Linked DNA regions of Mus musculus: region 1 is linked to region 2. Evidence: chromatin contacts called from public Hi-C data. All regions are on one chromosome and are shown on one strand. Each heading gives the region's core, a stretch centred on a gene start, on an enhancer-like site or on the middle of the called end of the contact. The rest is flanking DNA. Distances are from core to core; before and after follow the strand shown.

Evidence for each region. A called contact is a pair of places that touch in the nucleus more often than the background predicts.
Region 1: a Hi-C map of adipose-derived mesenchymal stem cells shows a contact between it and region 2, with 4 times the contacts expected there. The contact joins two enhancer-like sites. A contact is called at or near these places in 3 of 39 promoter capture datasets (embryonic stem cells and second pharyngeal arch cranial neural crest), 1 of 15 datasets of contacts at CTCF or cohesin (embryonic stem cells), 7 of 484 Hi-C or Micro-C datasets (adipose-derived mesenchymal stem cells, cerebral cortex, embryonic fibroblasts and 3 more) and 1 of 9 other capture datasets (adipose tissue).

What each region holds. Positions count from the first base shown.
Region 1 is chr17:42,602,233-42,606,384 of GRCm38.p6, reverse strand. The region is part of intron 2 of Opn5 (opsin 5); the gene reads left to right. Among named protein-coding and RNA genes, the nearest start is that of Opn5, 7.0 kb to the left of the region's middle. Within about 2 kb of position 2,769, at least 25 of the 459 cell types and tissues checked have an H3K27ac peak or open chromatin away from gene starts, as enhancers often do. A contact at or near this core is called in adipose-derived mesenchymal stem cells, where this site is marked.
Region 2 is chr17:42,385,803-42,390,242 of GRCm38.p6, reverse strand. All of the region lies in intron 2 of Ptchd4 (patched domain containing 4), which reads right to left. Among named protein-coding and RNA genes, the nearest start is that of Ptchd4, 71 kb to the right of the region's middle. Within about 2 kb of position 2,197, at least 9 of the 459 cell types and tissues checked have an H3K27ac peak or open chromatin away from gene starts, as enhancers often do. A contact at or near this core is called in adipose-derived mesenchymal stem cells, where this site is marked.

The DNA.
Region 1 (4,152 bases), core at 1,520-4,019, 220 kb before region 2:
CATGCCCGGCTTGTGTTTGCTTCTTTTTAGAGAGAGAAAAAGCTGGTGGGTAGGGAGGTAGAGAGTATTTGGGAGGAGTTGGAAAAACAATGATCAAAATATATTGTATGAGAGAAGTTTTCTATTTTTTATTTTCCTTTCCTTCTTTCTCTGTTTCTTTCCTTCTTTCTGTTTCCTTGTTTCTTTCTTGTCCCCCTTTTTCTTTTTCTTTTTGGCCTTTTGAGACACGCTCTCCTATAGCCCAGGCTGTTCCCTGATTTCCTATGTAGGTGAGGCTGACTTTGAACTGTTCACCCCCTTGCCTCCCCGGAGTGGTAGGATTACAGGCATGTGGCTCTATGGTTAGATCATTTTTGTCAAATATTTTATTTCTTACTTATTTTTTCCTTGAATATATACATGTCTGTATATGTACGTGTGTATGCACATTTACGTATATGGGCAATTTCATGTGGTTACATATTCATGTGTATATTTGTGTGCATGAATATTCATGTTTATGTGGGCACACATACATGTGTGTGTGTGTACTCATGTATGTGTGTGTGTGCGTATGCATGTGAGTATGTGTGTGCAGGTAAACTAGAAGCTAACATTGCTGTTTTTAATTCTTGACTTCTATGTGTACTGAGACAGGGTTTCTCACTTGAATTCAGAGCTCGTCAATTTGTTTCTCTAGCTAACCAGCTTGCCTTAGGAAATCCACTATCTCTGCTTCCCATGGGCTGGGCACCCAGGGTTTACATAGGTGCTGCAGATCCGAACTCTGGTCCTCACACTTATCTGACAAACACTTTACCCTTGGAGCGATTGTCCAAGCCCACTGTTAAGCCCTATCCCAGGAATGCTAAGTGTTAAGGGCAGAGTTTTGGACAATACATGATACTGTCCATATAATACGTGATACTGCCATATTTCAGAGTGCACTGGGCTATGGGTTCAGGATCTAACAGCCCACTGATTTGCACTCTGTGACTACTTTCTCACCAGCATGGAGACCTGGTGAAAAAAAAATGTAACATGATAGAATCTTGAAGGGGAAATGCTAGCCAAAGACCATGACAAGTCACTCTGAGAGAAGACAAGAGTTGCTGGGGCAACGGTGATTTTTATTGTAGTGTAAGAACTCACTACAAGCTTCTACCACGGTCCTTAAAGTTGGCTGCACAAAGACATTATAGGAGGCACTTAAAAGTACTGATATCAGGGAGTTTAATTCACGTGCCCGAGAAGTTCAGTGGATAAAGTCCTTGCTGTGAGCATGAAGACCTGATTTGGATAGGTAGCATCCATGGCTGTGACAATACATCCTTGTAATCCCAGCCTTGGGAAGTGGAGACAGGAACACTGTGAGGCGTGGAGTACAACAGCGTCACTGAAAGACCCTAGTGCCCCCAATAAGGTGGCAAGCGATTGAGAAAGACACCTAACATTAATATTCAGTCTACACATTTGCATATGCACACACGTGCACATGCACCACACCACACACACAGACACTCATAAATTCAGACATTCCACATCCACAGAAACACACAGAGATGCAGACGGACAGACATACCACATACAGAGAAATACACAGAGATGCAGATAGGCAGAAATAACACATGTGCGTGCACACACACACACACCCTACACACAGAGACACTCAATAGATACAGACAGACAGACATACCTCATTCACAGAAACACACAGAGCTACAGACAGACACACAGATACACACACACACACACACACACACACACTCAAGAGATACAGACAGACAGACATACCTCGCCCACAGACACACACAGAAATACAGAGATACAGACAGACAGACAGACACATGGAGATACACACACACACACACACACACCCCACCCAGAGACACACTCAATAGATACAGACAGACAGACATACCTCACTCAAAGAAACACACAGAGCTACAGGCAGACACACAGATACACACACACACACACACATGCATACACATCCAGACATGCACACACCACACACACACACCACACACACCACACACACACACACACACACACACACACTCACTCACACAGACACTCAAGAGATACAGACAGACACACAGACACAGACACACACACACACACACACACACACACACACACACACACACACACACACCAGTGTGCATTCATGCATTTCCAGATAAGCTACTCTGTGGGTCAAATTGAAAACTTCTGGATTTTCTCTTGTTTCTTAGACATTTCAGATAACCGAGCAAAGGAGCTATAATATTCTTTCTTTAACTGTACTTTATTTAAGAAAGAGTAATTTTGGGTGTGTGTCATCTTGCTCCATGATTGACTGACTATACCCTAACCTTTATTTGGATTCAAAATCTGTTATCTAGCTGTCTGTAGTCTCAGGCTGTTAGGGAGGAAGGACGAGCCGTTAAAGTGTTTGCTTTTGCATTGGAGACTTTTTTTTAAAAGCAGCTTCTCGCTTTCCCTTTTAAAATAGTGTGCCTTTTCCTAAATCGAATTTTCTACTGCTGCTAGTTTACAAAAACCAAGTTTAATAATAATTCTCGACCTATTGAGTCGATGCAATATTAAATAGCAGATATGTTGCCCTCTTCTTGAGAGTTTGCTTGCTTCAGGTTGCTTGAGAAGGCGGTACTGGGTACAGATAGACTCCAGTATCATAAACGCTTAAATGTGTTTGTATGTTAGAAGCGGAAAGAGGCTCTGCAAGCCTGTGTGAACCCCACGCGGTTTGTGCAAGGCTGCAAAGTGCCTGCCATTTCTACTCTTGCCACGAGATGGCGGGAGAGCAGCGGGCATGGTTCGGTTTTTCTCCATCTGCTAGCCTAAGGCTCCCTTCCTGGTTCTGCATGTAAAATGCCTGTCCCTATGAACCCTGCCATTTCAGCTACATCCTTCACCAGTGAGTAATAGCTGACTTTTGCTTAAGGCGGACACAGACAAGACGGAATTTAAAAAAATACTCTTAATTGGCCTGAGACATTGAAACTGCTTTCAGCCTTACCAGTCTGCTCAAGAGATCTCAGAAATCACACTCTTCCTTCCCCAGCCAGTGCGCTTAGAGGAATTCACCAGAAGGTGTTTTCTTCCACCTGGGCTTTCATTGGTAAATCTGGGTCACGTTTACTGTCTATAACACACTTTCTTCCAATACATCCCTAAAAATTTTGTCTTCTTCCCTTACTCAGATGCATTCTTTATTTTTTATTATTTTATTTTATTTTTATCGTTTATTTTTTACTTATTCACTTCTCAATCTCTCACTGACTCCCTCCCAGTCACCCCCTCCCACAAGCCTTCCCCCATTCCTTTCCCCCTTCTCCTCTGTGTGGGTGGGGGCCCCTGGGTATCCTCCTACCCTGGTATCAAGTCTTCCAGGCTAGGTACATCCTCTCCCACTGAGGACAGACAAGGCATCACAGCTAGAACAACATATCCTACATCTAGGCAACAGCTTTTGTGACAGGCCCCGTTCCAGTTGTTCAGGATCCACCATGAAAACCAAGCTGTACATCTGTTACATATGTGTGGGGAAGCCTAGGTCCAGCCCCTGTATGCACTTTGATTGGTGGTTTCAGTCTCTGAGAGCCCAAAGGGTTAAGGTTAGTTGACTCTGTTGGTCTTCCTGTGGAGTTCTCATCCCCTTCTGGGTCTTCAATCCTTCTTTCTATTCTTTCATAAGAGTTCTAAGCTCCACAGGGTCCCCAATGAAGGAGCTAGACAAAGTACCCAAGAAGCTGAAAGGGTTTGCAGTCCCCTAGGAGGAACAACAATATGAACTAACCAGTACCCCCAGAGCTCCCTGGGACTAAACCATCAATCAAAGAAAACACATGGAAGGACTAGCTCTAGCTGCATATGTAGCACAGGATGGCCTAGTTGGTCATCAATGGGAGGACAGGCCCTTGGTTCTGTGAAGGTTCTATGCCCCAGTATAGGGGAATGCCAGGGCCAGGAAGCATGAGTGGGTAGGTTGGGGAGCAGGGGGAGGGGGGAGAGGATAGGGGATTTTCCAAGGGGAAACTAGGAAAGGGGATAACATTTGAAATGTAAACAAAGAAAATATCTAATAAAAAAAAGGGGGGGGGGGAAGAGTTCTAAGCTCCATCCACTGTTTAGCTGTGAATGTCTGCATCCGTCTGAGTCAGCTGC
Region 2 (4,440 bases), core at 948-3,447:
AAACGCAGAATGTCCTCTGAGCCCAGAGAGGAACCGAGGGGAGATGTAGAAGTTTAGAGGATGCATCCACCAATTCTGTCCAACTGTCTGTCATAATGAGTCCTGACTACACTCATCATCGCAGTCTCCAAATCAAACAGGGGTGGAGCCCTTCCGTGCTCCCTGGCTCCTGTTTTGCGTTCTTTTTTACTTTTACCCCACGAACTGAGTCATTCGTCTTGTTTCTCCAAAACCCCACCTTTTTGTTACTAAAAATAGCTTACTCTAATATTACTCTTTTCTTTCTGGTAAAAATACCTCCATCTCCTTCATTCATCTTTGCTACTCACTAATATGCCTAGTCTTGCCTCTGTTTTTCATTCTGACATCTCAAAGGATGTCTTTGGATATCGATCTAATATGACACAGATTTTAATTTTATGCTGATTTATGATGTTAACTATGATATTGTTTAGAATTTTGACTTCAAATGGGATGAGTTCCTGGATAAATCACTCACCTGTGCCTATTCTTATTCCTAGTTAGACCAGGTCAGTCACAGCAAAAAGAAATAACATATTCTTTGTAGAAAATCTAAACTGAGGGATGTACTCAGATTTTGCCTCTAAGGGTGTTATCTAGTCAGCCAGGTTGACAGCCAAGATTTAAATTTTAGAGTTTTGTCTTGATCTAGATGAAAAATCCTCAGGAAAACCAAAAGAATCTAGGAATAAAGAATAGAATGAGGGATGGGGGATGGGGGATGGGGGTGGGGGTGGGGGATGGGGGAAGAGTGGAGGGCATGGAAGGGAATACAACCAATGTACAATATGTACATGTATTAAAAGGGCCTTATGTGACACCGTATCCTGTATACTAACTATATAATGAAAACTTTTTTAAATGGAAAGGGCTAGAGAGATGGCTCAGTAATGGTAAAAAAACACTTCTTGTATAAGCAGAAAGTTCTGGGTTTGAACCTCTGGGACCCACTTAAAATAGCAGGTTGATAGTCTATAGTTCTTTTGTTCCTAAGAAATAATGTGAGGAAGGAGAAATAGATCCCCTGGAAGCTAGCAGGCCAGTGAGCTTGGTATGCAGAGTAAGCAACAACAACAACAAAACCCAAAGGACAAAGAACCTGTTTCAAACAAAGTGGAAGACAAAGATCACCCAGGAACACATTGGTCTAGATGTGCCACATTCACATAAAGAATGTTTATACACAGACACACACAGACACAGACATGCACATACAGAGACACATATACAGATAGAGACAGACAGGCTGAAAGACAGATAGACACACACATACACACAAACACACGAGAGAGAGAGAGAGAGAGAGAGAGAGAGAGAGAGAGAGAGAGAGAGAGAGAGAGAAATATAAAAAAGTAAAGGTACCAAGTAACCAACAAATCTGATATACATATATTTAACACGTGTACAAGTCAAAATGTTTCAGAAAACCAGATGGAATCACTGCCCAAAGGCACCTCAGTTCTTAGGAAGTAAGCCTTTAGGGCTCCCAAGTAAACATATAGTGTACTTCTATTTTTCTATGTCAAATTTTTCTTGTATTAGATGAAAGGAGGTGGAAACTCTGGCTTAAGACTTAATTTTATATAGATAATAAAACTTAGCTTTTAAAGTGAATTTTACCTGCTAAGGGCTTTATTTTTTTCATTGGAAAATCAATGACGTAAGCTTTACTGTATTCTCAGTTTGCCGTTTCCAGAGTGTGAATGACAGCGAGCACTCTTGCACGTTCTACTTGGCAATTACAGCTGCCCCATGTCAGAAATATTTTTCTTGGAACATTCTGATTTGACATCCGAGTCAACTATAATTAATGAGGATGGCTGGGGCTGTGTTTGATGGACGTGCATTTGAGGACTGCTCTGATGTCCAAAAAGGGAGATTTGAAGCTCTCTGGCACATCCGTCATCCTACAATGTGGATGAATTGCTTTTCTACTCATTTCTGTATCTCTTACTCACCAATCTTGATTTGCTGTCTAATCCAAGAACTAAAAATAGAAGCACCACAAATTGGGCAGTGAGAGGAATATTTACACTTATTTCCATTTATAGAGTCTAACCTAACATATCAACTGGCCTCAAATGAACTTCTTCAGAACTGGTCTACATAGTTCTTAGTCTGAGTACAACTGGGTTACTTAGCAGTATGCTTCATTCTTAAATTCCATTCAGTGCATGACCAACTACTTTAATAAAAAACATATGCAAAAATTGAGGATGAATCCAGAGCAGCAGCTCTCAACCTGTGGGTCACGATCCCTTTGGGAGTCAAATGATCCTTTCACAGGGCTCATACAGCAGATAAATTGCATATCAGATATTCACATTATGATTCATAACAGTTATAAAGTACTGACTAAGTAATTTTATAGTTAGAGATCACCACAAAATGAGGAACTGTATTAGAGGGTCATAGGCTTAGAAAAATTGAGAACCACTGCTATAGAGTTTATAAAACCTTAAGGAATCAGGAGTCAGCCTGTAAGTGTAATTAATTTTGGATAGTATTATACATTAAGAGTACATGCTATTCAATGCTACCTACAATATTTGATGTAACTTCCAATGATTTGTTATGCTAAGATCTTCTATTTCTTCCTTCAAAGGGTCTAACAAAATAAGTAAGTGAATGTGATTGGTAGCTTTAACTGTCAACCTGATACAACCTAGAATCAGCTGGGAAGAGAGTCTCAATGAGGGATTATCTACATTGGGCTGGAATGAAGGCATGGCTGTCAAAAATTGCTCATTAATGTGGAAAGACCCAGTTCACTGTGGGTGGCACCAATCCCTAGGTGGTAGGGTGTATCAGAAATTGAGCTGAACATAAGCAAGCAAACGAGCATGTTTGCATTCATCTTTTTCTATTATTCAATGTGGATATGATAGGACTAGCAGTCTCACATTTCTACTGCTGTGACTTTCTCTCAGTAATGGAATATAACCTGGAATTGTGAACTAAAATAACTAAAAATAAACCCTTTCTCCAGTAAGTTGGCTTTTGTCAATGTATTTCATAATAGCAAATAAAAAGGAAATTATGATAATATATTTACTCATTAAAATGGACTCATGGGGCCATGGAAAAGCTAGAAAAGAAGAGAGAACAATGTAAGAAAATTAATATTAAATATTAGCATATAGGACATATTAAGGTATCTAATTCAAGAAACAAATAAAACTTTACAAATGTTATTCTGAGAGAGCTAAGAATTAGAAAAAAACACTGATAAGTCAATGCCAGTCCAGCAAGGCTGCATAAGGGGAGGTGTGACACAGTTCCTGCCTCTGGAACATCACCAGGGCATTGATACCCACATGTGCTGATGGTTGCTGTTGCCTTTTAGGTGAGCTATGTGTTTTTCATTCAATCTCTCTGGGGAATATACTTCCCCCATTACTGAGACCTATTCAGTCCATGATAAATGAACAGATGCACTTCTCAGGAATCAGGAATGATCATGGTCATGAGGCTGTGGAGAATGAGGAACAGGCCTTCTGCTTGGCCTTTAGAGCCATGGGAAAGGTTCTAGACAACATAATCACAGAGACCATAAAAGCCTACATGGTCCTTTGTAGAAACAGTTCATTGCCAGACTTGGAATTTTGAGGCAATACATATACCCTCCAGTCCAATGACTGCTGCATTAATTATCCAGGGTAAACTTGGAGACATCAGGGATAGAAAGTTGAAGTGGACTCAAGGAGAAAAAGGCACAGATGGGAAAAGAAGGAGGGAACTATGGAAAACAAGCAAATGATAGATAGGCTTGTCTATAGGAGGAAGGCTTGTGTATGACCTAGAAACAAATAGTATTAGAAGGAGAGTACATGAGGCCATGGAATGGCTAGCATGAGTAAACAAAGACTAGAGAATTAAAAGATGATGTGTCAGCATACAGAAAGTTAGTACTTTGTTCTTTTAGCCTCTTGAAGGATTGGAGATGACAATGCCTAGAGAGAGCCAGCTGCTTTACTTACATACATTTTAAAACTTTGTAAGAAATTAGTTTAACCTTACTAGTCTGTCACCTTTCTCTTCTTACATGAAAGTAGTTACTAAAGACTGCTGTCTACTGTACTAGTGATCTGCAAAAGCCATGCTGAGCTACCCATGAAGAACAGGCTGTGTAAAACTATAAGAAGTGCTTTTGTTTGTGTTCGGTTTCTGTTTTAAGGAAGTTGGGGTTGGGACTAATGATCTGGGATTCATAAAATTTATTTAAATTTAAGAATTTCTTAAAAACTTAACAATATTCAAAGCCCTGATGATGTAACTTTAGTAAATAAAAGACTGGGTTTTGGCTCTCTCATCAGGAGAAGGAAAAAGAATGAAGAGAAGGATTAAGTAAAAAGAACAAAAAAGAATAATAATGAGAATCCTCCAGTACCCACTACTGACTTCGAGTCATTACTGAAT